Regions from separate parts of the Zea mays genome. Here all the other regions are linked to region 2. Evidence: chromatin contacts called from public Hi-C data. All regions are on one chromosome and are shown on one strand. Each heading gives the region's core, a stretch centred on a gene start, on an enhancer-like site or on the middle of the called end of the contact. The rest is flanking DNA. Distances are from core to core; before and after follow the strand shown.

Region 1 (4,063 bases), core at 73-2,572, 78 kb before region 2:
GCCGCCGGCGCACTTACAATCAGGCACGCCACGGAGCCTAGCGCGACGGCCATGAACCGGCCGAGGTACATGTCGGCGAGGACGGCGCCGGGGATGGGCGTGAAGTTGGAGATCGCGCTCCACACGAACAGCATCGTCTGGGAGCTGACGGTGCTGAGGTGGTACTTGTCGGTCAGGTACGTGATCATGTTGGTGTTGAGCCCGAATCCAGCAACTTTCTCCAGCATCTCATTTGCTAGGCATCCAAAAAACACCGAACGAATGAGTTATTGCCCATTAAAAGTCGAAGGGAAGCGAGGTGGTTGAGAATTCTTTGGGCATTAAGTCCAGTGAGAATTCATAAGATGAACTACTTGAAGATCCCATGCTATACGTACTGGCAAGTACAGACTTGCTTGTAGAGAACGCAATGAACGAAGAACGTTTTACTTGCCATATGACCAGTAAGATGAGATCGAGGGCGGAACTCACAGAAGATGAAGGGGAGGGCTCTGAACCCGCCCTTGTTGCCCTTGAAGCACTCCTCTTGTGGCGATTCAGTCGTCCCGGTAGCAAGAGAGCGCTCCATGTCGGCGGTGCAGCCCGAACCAAACGCAAATGCTGGCCGGCGGGAGGATCGATCGGAGCACCACCACTGCACCTGTACTGAGCACAGCCAGGCCGCGCCCCGCCGGAACCACGCTCCTCTAAATAAATAGATTCACCACCGGTAGACGGTAGGTAGGTCACAACACAAGGCCGACAGCTAGTAGCTCCCGTCTAGGTAAAGACGTACGTGAGGTAATAAGCATCCAGCGCCCAGCGACAAATACATTTTAGGGGGTGTTTGGGAACAAAGTTTTTCTGCAGTTTTGGAAGAATACTGCAGTATTCTCAAATACTGCAGTATTATATACATAATGGTGTTTGACAAGCTGGGTAAAATCTCTGTTTTCAAAACTGAAGTATTGCAAATACTATAGTTGTTTTAAGACATTTCAAACTTAGCTCTGGACCTTAGTAGTAGCGCGCTATCGCGTCCAGGCTTTTCTGTTTCGTCCGGCCCACATGACATCGCCATCATCGCTTCCGTTCGCTTTCGAGTACGGAGAAGATCAACAAAAAAAGGAGGCTGTTAGTCGCAAGCACCCCACATTTGGCATGGTTCGTCATCACTAGTGACCGTCCTTATTAGCTAGCTTGTGCCCACATGTGCATCATGCTACAGCGCAGTACCGCACCTATGTATGGATGGGGGGCGATCGGTGCAGAGAGGGAGAGAGACGAACGAGCCGTCCATGTACTTGCATCAACATCATAGTTGGGTAACAATGCAGCGACTTGAAGCATGGAACAATGGGATTCATAGTCTTTATTTATAAGTAGAATAAATTCAGTTAGCTGCTTGTGTACACTTTTTTGACCCACTTCATCAACACTTTGGCACGCACGACCAAGAAGAGACCTGAACCAACACACTTCATCAAACCAATAAGAAGACAGTTCCCCCACACTTTATACACCATTTTTATTAAAAAGGAAGAAGAAGAAAAAACCAGCCGGCCACCATATGTGGTAAGGCTCTGACTCCACACCTTGCCTTTTCACTCCGACCACGCCTCCGATTCCATCTTGGGAGCCTGCAGAGAAAAAGCCTCGGCAGCAGGTGTCCGGCCCGGGTTTAACTCTCACACGCCGGGGCATACAACACACGCATGCATGCGTTTGCACAGTGACGTGTACCGCACTCGGTTCCGTGCCCTGTTTCTCCTCGTCGATCTTTTGGATCGGCTACGGTTGCGCGCGTTTGCGTCGCAGTGACCGAGCGACGTCAGCAGAAACGGACGGCCGTTTCGTGGGGGCAATTCCCCCACCCACCCCCAGGAAATCGCGCAAAAGGATCACGGGGCTGCTGCCGTCTCACACAATGCAGTGCCTGTGAACTGCTAACAGCAGCAGAGAAGGAAGCAGAATAGAAGTGCTTTGTTTGTTCATCCCACTCACAGCTGCTCCTGTCTGTTTCTTGCAAGTTTTCTATGGCGTTAGCTCAGAAGAGCTCATAGCATGTGACAGACGGCTACGAGTTGCCGTTTTTTTTTTGCAATTTAGCCATTTTTATTTTTATTTTCAGAAATACGCTATTTCCGGTTTCATTTAAAAAATGGATTCTTAGCTCGGCACTGTCACTATTGGCGCCGAGTTACAACGTATCGACGCTAATTATTTTGACGTGCACATGTAATAATCGACACCAACGTGTACCTAACGTGTCAGCACCTCGGCACCATCACCCTTGACGTCGAGTTAGGCGTCATAGATCTCGGCGCCATAGATCTTGGCACCGACGTACGTGTCTATAAATATTTCACTTTGATCGTCAGTTCTTTCTACTCATTTCTCTTCTTCCAAACGACAAACATCAAGCTAAATCAGCAACTTGGATCCATTGTTCCTCTATATCAAGTTAATCTCCCTCCCTTTTTTCCATCTTTTGTTATGTCCGATTAATAGGGTTAGAGTTACGGTTTGGAAATCATTTTTAGAAGCATTTTTGTTCGTCATATTATCGATTTGTAGGATGTCTAGGCGTGGTAAATATGCTAAACAAAGGTAAGTGTTCTATTAAATATAATAACTAATATTTGTGAGTCTTATAAAATTTATTGAAATTTAGGAAGGGATCTTTGATCTGCACGCAACACATCGACGCCAAAATCCAAGGCACCAAGGTAGGGGCCATAAATCTTGGTGCCTGCTTCGGCGCCAAGGGTCACGGCGTCGAGGTGCTGCCACGTCAGGTCCACGCTGGCGTAGATTCTAATATGTGCACGCTAAAATAATTGGCACCGACACGTTGTAGTTCGGCGCCAATTGTGACGGCGCCGAGCTACGGGTCCAATTTTTAAAATGAAACTAGAAATGACGTATCTGTGAAAATAAAATCTAAAAATGGCTAAAATACAAAAAAAAAAAGACAACGACGAGTTGCGTGCTCCCCCTCTACCCCCGAAACAAGTGTCGTTATCGCTTTAACTATTTTAGCTCTAACCAAATACTACTATATAACTAATGTCAGTGGTATATAATTAATATTGTTAGACAAAATTGTTGAATCTATTTTGATAAAAGAAACCATTTGAACATATAAATAACGTCGATATTTCATACAAATTTAATTACATTTAAGAAAGTATGATCAATAATATACGAGCATCGTAGCGACCAGTGAGTGAGTGGAAAGGATAACAATATCAGAAACATTTTACTTCATCTTTACGGGTTGAAAGCTAAAGATTCACCAAGAACAGTTCATTTTATAACACGATGCAACATCTAGTAGTAGACTTTTAGAACTGCATGCACACTAGTCTTGTTTCATTTCATCGTGAGTGGTTTGGCTAGCTGCTCACCAGCTGAGCGCTGCTTCCACGGCCATTGCTGTGACTGAGGAGGAATCACTGTGGAACAATTGTGTCGCAAACACAGTAAAATAAACTAACGGACGACAAATATTCAAAAACGGAGGTAGTATATAATAGCGACGATTACTAAGTAAAATCTGTCTCTGACATGTACACGATAGCCCTACCAAAACCCTGTCTATGTGATACATACACAACATCGATGGCTAAGGATATCATAGAGACACTTACTAAAAAACCATTTATGATATATGTACCCACTAGGACTTCTCCAAGTAACTCGTCTTTGGTTTGTAAGTATCACACACATATATGTCAAAAATTATCGTCTCTGGTGTGTGTTGGCTCCAATTTGAACGTCAATCACCAGAGATAAACCAGTTGGCGGACGGCCTACGATATGGGTTCGGACGGTCCGCGACCTCGGTATAGGAGCTGCTCTCTCTGCACACTTCCAGACGGTCCGCGACTGGCACAGAGGTCTTCTTCGCTGGAAACCCAGATCTCGCCTCTCGGGAGGGACCCCGTTGGGGAGGAGAGCCGGACTGTCCGCGTTAGGGCCAGACGGTCTGGGATTAGATGTGAATGGTCTGGTCATACCAGAGTCGCCGATCTATCAAGCAGGCACAACGGTGGTGGAATTTGCCTCGAGTATGAATTCA
Region 2 (4,454 bases), core at 673-3,172:
ACCGCACTCTCACCGCACGTGCGTCACTTTGTTTTATATTCATATCTGTAGATACCATAGAAACATTGTTATTAGTATTATGGTATTGATTAACAACAAACATGAAGAGTAAGAGGATAGGCAAGGACGTACAACTATTTACACTACATTGTCGCTCGATATTTCGTCGTTGTATGCCTGGTTGTCTCGCAAAGCAAAGACCGGTCGGAAGGCCCTTACAACACGATACGACCACACAAACCTGAAACGCCAGATTCGGATACACAACAATCCACGGTATCCGTACCGTTCCAACATTCGACGCATCACCCGACGACCCGGTCCCTTTTTAATTTACTCTTCTTTTTCACTGGACGACTGACGGCGCTGTACACTTGCACAGGGAAGATCAAGATATATACGGGAAGCACCCACAGGCACAGAACAGAACGCTTCCCGTGTTTTGGACTAGGCGCTCGATTCTTCGGTTCGGTTCTTTGGTTCTTGTAGAAATTCGATTCTTCAAAAACTAAAACCGAAATTGCAAGATAAAGAAACCAGAACCGACTAGTTCGGTTCTTAGTTCTCGGTTCTTCGGTTTTAACCGAACTGTAACAGCCACTCTAAAATTATAATTAACGGTAAGTTTTGTGAGAAATTTCAGCAGTATCTCCCCGCAAACAACCACAAGTGCACAATGCCCAGAATTTCATAGATAATACATGGATGATTAGAGGTTCAACATAAGTCGATAAACCAACATCCGAAGTTACAACACATGTAACAAATTAAATATGATACTTTTGGTTTTTTCGGTTTTTTCAGTTCTTTGGAGTGCAGAACTGAAAATATCTCATTTATTTCGGTTCTCAAAAAACCAGAACCGAGTTTCATAACGGTTCCTTTGGTTCGGTTAGTTCAGTTTCGATTCTCGATTATTTCAGTTCGGTTCCTCGGTTCCGATTCTTTTTGCCTAGGTCTAGTCTTTGATCGCTTTGGCGCTCCGCGGTGGATTCCACCCCAACTACCAAAGCGAGGACGCACACTCGAAAGCACGGCTTGGTCCCCAGCCGAACCACGGCAACTCGTCGGGCCGGAGCCGGCTTACGATGGGCACACGAGTCGACGACACAGAAGGGGTACGCATCGCATGCAGAGGGAGGCAGAGCTCTGCGCGGAACAGAGATTCTCTCGGTGGAACGGGCACCGGACTTGGACAGTTTGATTGGGTCCGGCCGCGCCTATACACGCGTCACACGAATACGAACCGTGCTGCGCGCGCATGCAGCCATGCAGGGTCAGTATATATATAGTATCGAAACGTAACGTTGCGGTGACGAGCGAGAACAGAGCACAAAAGTTTGCAGTTGCAACAGATGCACATGCCCCCGAACCGAACGACGAAGGGGAGCACAAGCACGTCACGTATGGTGACCGCGTCGTCGGCCCAGATATCTATCATACTCAATATCATATCACCCTTTTCGAATATGTGTCACCCGCTTAGCTAAAACGTGAACGTGATAAATAAAAAAGAAGAACGGAGCAAGGCCGCCGCGTCCGTCCAAGCGCGCGCGTCGCCGTCGGGGCAGCTCGGCACGGAACGGCCGGCTTCGATGGACCCGCCGCTGCTGGCAATCCAACGTGACGAAACAGCACAGCCGAGCCGCATCCCGGCCGCCCTCGATCCGCTAATCAATCAGTTCCGCCGCTATTGCCATTCGTCTGTGCCGGCGGACGACGCAAGCACGCTCCCGGCGGTGAGGCGGGGCGGTGCTCGCGCACACACGCAAGTCCTGCTGCGCGCCGGTTCCGTTCGAGTACGACGATCGGCTGGCCGTCCGCCCGTCCGTCTCCAGCACTACTTTTCCTGGCAAACGTTCGTCTTCAGCTCAAATGAAGCTTGTGCCTTTGTGGGCCTGGGCCTGGGCCTGGCCGACGACGTCTACTACCTAGCATATGAAAAGGTCGCTCCTGCCTCAAAGGCCCAAGGCGTGAGGTATAGTCTTCCTTCGTCGACACGACGTTTTTCACGTAACAAAATAGTCATTATTATCGTTTTCGAGAAGTCAGTATTTTAATTTTAATCAAATAAACAATAAATATATTAATATCTAAGTATCATTAGATAGTTTTTATTTATTTTTAATAATAAACTTATTTAAAGATATAGATATTGTTAATACTTTATATGAAACTGATTAAATTTTAAAAAGTTTGACTGGCATGAATATAATAACGATAAATACGTCCTGATCCCGTTTAGCTAGTTTGGGTACTCTAATATTGAAGTGGTTTGGAAGGATTGGAGAATGTATAAATCCTCAATAGATCAAAAACTCCCACAATACATCTGAATCTACTTTAATCCCTTTCATTACTAGAGTATCCAAACTAGGCATTAGTATAGCTTTATTCTATTGCCGAAACATTTAGAAGCTATTTAATTGCCCAAACAGCCAGCAGTTCTACACAGACGGCATAGCCAAAAAAAAATATCAACGCATCATCACGGTACCCAAGAGAACAATTTTGTCGCAAAAGCCACTCCTGGTCAGCGGTAGCCATCTGGTTGCAATGACAGGACGGGATGGGATGGGACGATCCCTCAAATTAGGTTGTTTGGTTCTGGGTCAAAGGTTGGGACAGTACTATCCTGTGTTGTCCCCTGTTGTCCCTCAAAATTGGAGGGACGAAAGAGGACGTCAGGGGACGATCCCGTCCTAGCTGTCCCACAACCAAACACACCCCAAGTGATCTTCTGAGCATCTTGAATCATCTGGAACGCCAGGCTGTTGGAGGTGTTCTTCACAAGACTTTTGGCAATCTGTGAGGCAGAGTGGCATAGAGACAGTTCCTTTTCTTCTAATATTATAAAACCTATCGTAGTCGTAGACTCTGCATAGACTCACATTCAACATCAGCCTTATATTGCGTACATAAGATGGCAATGTATCAACGAAACCATACAAAATGGACCGATACTCTCCTATCTACACATCACGCAAGAGAATTTTTTTGAGTCACCCTTGATCCCATTAGCATTGTTTTCAACGCCTTACAAAATGGACCTTGGATGATAAGCCAACTCTTCCTTTGAGCATACAATCGGCATCGAGAATTGCTATTCCAAGTTCCTTTTGCCCCCAACTTGACTGTTGGGGGCCTTCGGCTTACGAAGGTCCTCAAAACATAATTTGACAATGTTTTCCAAGTATGCGAGCAGGTATCTTCGGAATCAGATTGCGGGTATACAAAAGCATGGTCAAGACGAAGCTTGACTGAAATGGAAGACGATCGTGACGAAGGATGAAGCGATCACGAAGCTACGTGCAGAAAGGCTTCGACATGACAGCAGAAAAGGGGAACCAACTTAAAGATGAAAAGCCAAGTTAGACCTCGAAGAATTACTATAGAGTTATTGATAAAAGCAAAGGGCATTAATGTAATTTTACATGGGCTGCGTCCCGTGCCTATAAATAAATGAACAGTACTCCTGTACTGTTCACGCTAACTCGGCATTTACATCACGCTTGTACCCTTACTTTCCTCCAAGCCGAAGGTACATTTGTAATTTGTTATCGTTTATATAAGTAAAATAAATAGAAATAAATTAATAATAATGTTTAAAGTAATCATATCATTTCCGTGTTTTATGCATAAATCTTTTCTTATCTTTTACTATCATTATGAAGGTGTGACCTTCATAACCTTCGTCTGAAATCCATTATATCCAAGGGGAAATAATGTTTCGAAGGACGAAGGGCTTTGATATTTAACATTGTATGTTGCCTTGTTCTTAATTCATAGCATTTGAGAACAAGTCTCCAACATTGGCGCCCACCTCCGGTGAACTCACTTCCATTTCTTGAGCTTTGAACACCTTCGGCAAGCATCACCTTCGTCATGCCGCCGAAAAAAGCTTCAACGACAGGGGCTGCTACTCTGCAGTCGTTGGACCCCAATCAGGACATCCTTTCTCTTAGGGAGGCCTGAAGCCAGAAGAGGAAGGCTGCTAGTCCAACGCCTCCGGAAGACGACTTGGATCAGGAGATCCAAAACCTGGAGATCCTTCAGCAACAGGTGCAACAAAAGAAGGAGAAGATGGCTCGTTTAGCTAACCTTCAGAGACAGATAGATGAAGCTTCCGAAGAGGTTCGTCATCTTGTTCAAGATGACCAGAACCGAAGGCCTCCGCGCAGAGAGCTTCATCAGGAAGGCTTCTACAATGAGGACGACTGGTATGAAGATTTTCATCATGGAAATTTTGCTTTCGATGATGCTTCTCCTCTATCAACAGAATTGCAGGCTACACCATGGCCCCAGTCTTACAAGCCACCCCAGCTTCCCATGTACGACGGTCATACAGACCCGAAGCAATTCTTGATGAGCTATGAAGCAACCATATCTTCGTATGGTGGCAATACTGCAGTCATGGCAAAGTCTTTTGTCATGGCCGTCAAGAGTGTCGCTCA
Region 3 (4,637 bases), core at 1,490-3,989, 92 kb after region 2:
TAACACTGTCGATGTGGATGCAGAAGAATCTGTACCATCTAGCTTCACATCGAAGAGGCCACTGGGTCGAGATTCTTCTAAGGAAAAGGCAAAGAGGACTAAATCTGTGGACACAACTTCGTCAGATTCTGAGTTCATGACACGCATGGGAGATCTTTCTTTGGAGCGCCTGTCAGTGTACAAAACAGTTGTTACAACTGAGGAAAAGAAGTTGGATTCAATGAACAGAAATGAGAGGCAGAAATTGCTCCTAGAAAAGAAGAAGTTGAACCTACAGAAATTAAGGCTTGAAAGGCAGAAACTAAAGGAGGACAAGGAAGAGGAGATAATGATCTTAAGCATGGATCAGATGTCTTTCGAAAAGGTTTGAAAGGTGAAGAACGTTTATGTCGTTGCAACTACCTGGCAGACCAAAATATGCATGCCATATCCACAGGTCATACGACGCAACAACTTCCAAGATCATGGTAGGATGTTTACCACGCCCTGTAAACATGCCCTTCCATGAACTTGGGCAGTTACGCCACTCCCAGTGCATGCAATCAACACTACCAAGCATACCAGGAAACCCACGTGACTCGCCAACTTGGAGAAGGCGTGCGATATCTTCTGCATTTGGTGCACGGAGATAATACGGAGCAAACGCGGTTTGGACGGCCGTGCAAAAGTGTTTCAATGCCTCATGAGCAGTAGATTCACCAATGCGTACGTATTCGTCAACGGCATCAGCCGGAATACCGTAAGCAAGGATTCGAATTTATTAATTTCAAAATTAATAAATACAATTTTTACGTATCATTTTTGCAGCGTTGAATGCCGAGAAAACATAGAAAAATGAAAAAGAAATGGAAAATGTGAATCTGTTAACACTGTAGCTTTAGGGACGGAATTTAGAGGACGCTGCTAGAGACGGAGAATATATAGAGGACAGAATCTTTTAGAGTGTTCTGTAAAGGACAGAGAATATTCCTTTAGTGGATGAAATTTAGGGGACGCTGCTGGAGACAGTCTTAGAAGAGTACAGATAAAATTGCCCAAACAATGGGAATTGATTGTGTATCAGAATACACTTGAGAAAAATTATTCAATTGGCAACAGTGAGAAAATACTGAAGTTTTAAACTAAGATATAGCAGATCAAAGGTCAGATCAAACATAACTGTTAATTCTCCGGTCTCCACCAACAAGTCAGTATCAATATTCCATATAGCCTAGGTCGATATAGCATTGTTGCATTGGCTTTTCAGTTTTCATTGTATCGTAAGGTTTCACTGGATGGAACTGGAACCTTGCCAAAACAGGACCCTAGCTCAAATTCCACAGTGTAGCTCTGGAGCAAAGGTTATATATATTTTGTACAACCAAGGGTGATACAAATGTTTGGAATTTTCTCAAGATATAAATACCAGCAGATTTTGCAAAAAAAAAACAAGAATGAAAAATATAGATGCAAAATTCGGAAACACAACTGTAAGTATCAGATATCCATGAAATAAGTAAAGGACCCAGAGTTTATCAAACAGTAATAAAAAACACAATTTCCTTTTCAGATCCATCTCCATAGTCTTAAGAGGGAACTATAGGTAAAGGACCCAAAGTTTATCAAACAGTAACAATGAAAAAAACAATTTCCTTTTCAGATTCGTGGCTCCAAAGTCTTATGTTAATTCAGTTTCTGCATCACGAAGACTACTAATTATAGAGGCAAGTGCATACGAACAAAAGTTTGTTCAGTGTGAAAAGTTGAAAAACAGTACTCACAATACGAAGAAGTGTACGTCGTTCCCTCTCCCTAGCACCTCTGACAGCCTGAAAGCTTCAGTGATCAGCGCAAAACAATACTGTTCTACTAGGTTCATATAGCAATCTAGTTCCAACTTCCAAATATAACAGAATCAAACCTCTTCTAGTGACTTGCGTTCACTTTCCTCCTCATTCGCATCCCTAAATAGAATTAAAAATTAATAAAACTAAAGATATTATGCATTTCGATACAGCTACAAGTTTAGAACTGGAATGCACAGCAGGAATCACACCTTCCGACAAGCTCATTAACACATGTGCAGCACTTAGCACATATGCCGAGGTCCTTGGAGCAATCTGCATTAAGCAGCAGCAAACCCGGATCAGTAACAATCCAACCTATCAATGTTTAACAAGTAACAACCAGGCCTAGTGACACAAGAGATTGAGTGGCCAAAATTCACCTCTGCATACGTTATGGTATGCTTGCCGGACGTTTCGCTTATTACACTTCTGGCTGCCAAACCAAAAAACGCGTCACCTCTCTCGCTGCTCAGTATACGTGCTAAACAGGGAAAGAGATTTACCATTTTGCTGGCTCAACAATGGGCTTGTATTTTCCGTATCTACAAAAACAAACAAACGAATTGGGCCTAGGAGACAATCGAAGCTACACACTAGCTAAATGAGCTTAGACAACCGATGAGGGATGACAATTCCCCACCTGCGTTTCCAGTCGATTTGATCCCGGCAGCGCTGACAGACGCCGGTGATTTCTGACAGAGGTCGGAACCTGCCCCCGGGCTCCTGCGGCGTCGAAGGTTTGCAACGGTGAGATTTGAATGAACATCCAGAACTATGGGGAAGGGGCGAAGGCGATGGGAGGAGAGCTTACGGTTTCGTTGATCTTCTGACCAAGGTTCGGCTTCCACGCGTAGCGGTTCTGGTGTTTCGGCGGTCCCTGCCGCTTCGACATCGCCGAACTCCGATATTCTCACCCTCCGCTTCGCGCCGCCGGGCGTTTCTCTTCTCCCAGTGACGCTCCGAGGGCTTTTGCCCTTAAAACCTTTCACGCTACGACTGGAAAACGTGGCTGCATCGTACTCGTCCGATCCCAGATTGGCATATTATATACTTTATCAGGAATTACGTGAAATGGGCCGTAGACGACAAGTTCAATGCTCCGAGAAATTCTCTCTGCAACCTAAATTCGGGCCCACTAGCGTTGATCTTCTCCGAGGCCCGAGCAGCCCCCAACTGTAGCACGGCGGCACTGCCACACCAACACAGACGCAGCTCAACAACGGCAAGGATCCAGAAAGCGATTTACAATCTTCGGATCTGCGGTAGGCTTCGTTAATTTGTCATTGGCCCATAAATTATAAATTGTAGACACGGACCTATAAAACATAGACATATGATATAACTAGGTGGGTGCCCGTGCGTTGCGACGGAACCATATAATAACTTATGTACATATAGGTGAGTGCTCATGCGTTGCAACGGGGACATATAATATCACGGTAACTTATGTATTATATGTCTATGTTGCAACGCACGGGCACTCACCTAGTATCTAGATATGAATTATACCGCATTGCCTTTTAACGTAGGGTGTTAGTCCTGTGCATTGTATATAATCAGCCCATGGGGCTCAATGCAATACAATATAATTCTATGACAATACCTCCTCTAACAGTTCTGGTTCTTATTGTCACATCTGGTAATCTGTTTATGTGAAATATTTTCATATCAGGTTGCAAAGAAACATCTTGCTGGAAGGATTGATCGTGTAGATTGTAGTTTAGATGAATGCCAAGAAATTACAGAAGCCACAAGGGAAGAGGTTTGAAGCTTACCCATATGCTTTGCTTTTATCAAGATCTGGTGTAATTTAGTGGAGACTGAAAAGGCTATTTCATAGGTTACAATCATCCATGGAGATCTAAGTGCTTTCCTGTCAGCAGCCCGCCATCTGAACCATGAGCCACTGTCACTGTCTCAACAAGGAAGCTGGACCAAGACGAGCAAGTAGCTGATGAAGATACTTTCAAAGTCCGGCGATAGTTTCTGTTGTGCAAAATACCAGTGTGCAAGAGGCCGAGCAAATGTAACGCATCCAAAGGCCCACAGTCCGCTTCGTCTTGGCCCAGAATAGCGTGTAAAGGTTGCGTGTGTCTGTGTTGGGCTGTGGCGCTGAATAAGTACGCGCGCCGTCAAGATCCTGGTACATCGAACAACTGAACAAACAATTATTCTCTAGAAATCACATCTGTTCTTCTCCTACCTCTGCTCTCTCTGATTTCCTTCTTACTCCATTCCCAAGTAGACCGTAGTTGTAACAATTGGTATCAGATTCGTTCGATCCTCGGTTTCAATTTGTCAACGCCATGTCTCTCGATTTCAAGCTCATCCTCGATGAGTTCAACCGGCGGTTCGACGAGCTAGAGATTCGCTGGGACCGGCGCTTCTCGTCCGCCGCGTACATCGACCTCCCGCCCACCTCGCTCAGCATCAACCACTCCTCCGACGCGTCTGCCAGTGCGCCGCCCACCCCGGTCGCGGTCATCGCAGACAATTGGGGCGGGTGCTTTGACGACGGCGAGCAGTACCGCACTAGGCCATCCGTCGTCGTCGACAACTGGGGCGGATTCTTCTATGGCGAGGACGTCGCTCCGTCAGACAACCCCACGAGATTCGTCCTCCCCGTTGCCTCCACCGACGAGCCCAGCATCGACACCGCGCCGGCCCGCGCCAACTCTGGAGCCGCGGATGACTCCGTGTTTGTGACCGCCGAATCCTCCGGCTACGAGGAACCCTCCGGCTACGACGAGATGGATGCTCGACTCGACCTGCGCTTCGCCAGGCTGCAGCAGCTGCAAGCTGAGGAGGTGG

The links. A called contact is a pair of places that touch in the nucleus more often than the background predicts.
Region 1: a Hi-C map of leaf shows a contact between it and region 2, with 3 times the contacts expected there. The contact joins the promoter of LOC103651182 here to the enhancer-like site in region 2. A contact is called at or near these places in 4 of 25 Hi-C or Micro-C datasets (endosperm and leaf).
Region 3: a contact with region 2 is called in a Hi-C map of leaf, with 2.4 times the contacts expected there. The contact joins the promoter of LOC100192805 here to the enhancer-like site in region 2. A contact is called at or near these places in 4 of 25 Hi-C or Micro-C datasets (ear, endosperm, leaf and 1 more).

What each region holds. Positions count from the first base shown.
Region 1 is chr3:200,189,690-200,193,752 of Zm-B73-REFERENCE-NAM-5.0, reverse strand. It overlaps LOC103651182 (protein NRT1/ PTR FAMILY 1.1), which reads right to left and starts at 1,322. Exons shown (of 6, transcript XM_035966409.1): 1 at 1,221-1,322; 2 at 996-1,075; 3 at 472-686; 4 at 18-235. The coding sequence starts at 1,063.
Region 2 is chr3:200,112,144-200,116,597 of Zm-B73-REFERENCE-NAM-5.0, reverse strand. No RefSeq gene overlaps it. Among protein-coding and RNA genes, the nearest start is that of LOC100286106, 36 kb to the left of the region's middle. Within about 2 kb of position 1,922, at least 17 of the 20 cell types and tissues checked have an H3K27ac peak or open chromatin away from gene starts, as enhancers often do. A contact at or near this core is called in ear, endosperm, leaf and 1 more, where this site is marked.
Region 3 is chr3:200,020,524-200,025,160 of Zm-B73-REFERENCE-NAM-5.0, reverse strand. It overlaps LOC100192805, which reads right to left and starts at 2,739. Exons shown (of 8, transcript NM_001137998.1): 1 at 2,638-2,739; 2 at 2,467-2,549; 3 at 2,330-2,368; 4 at 2,207-2,259; 5 at 2,036-2,099; 6 at 1,901-1,943; 7 at 1,761-1,808. The coding sequence starts at 2,718. It also overlaps the pseudogene LOC100382714.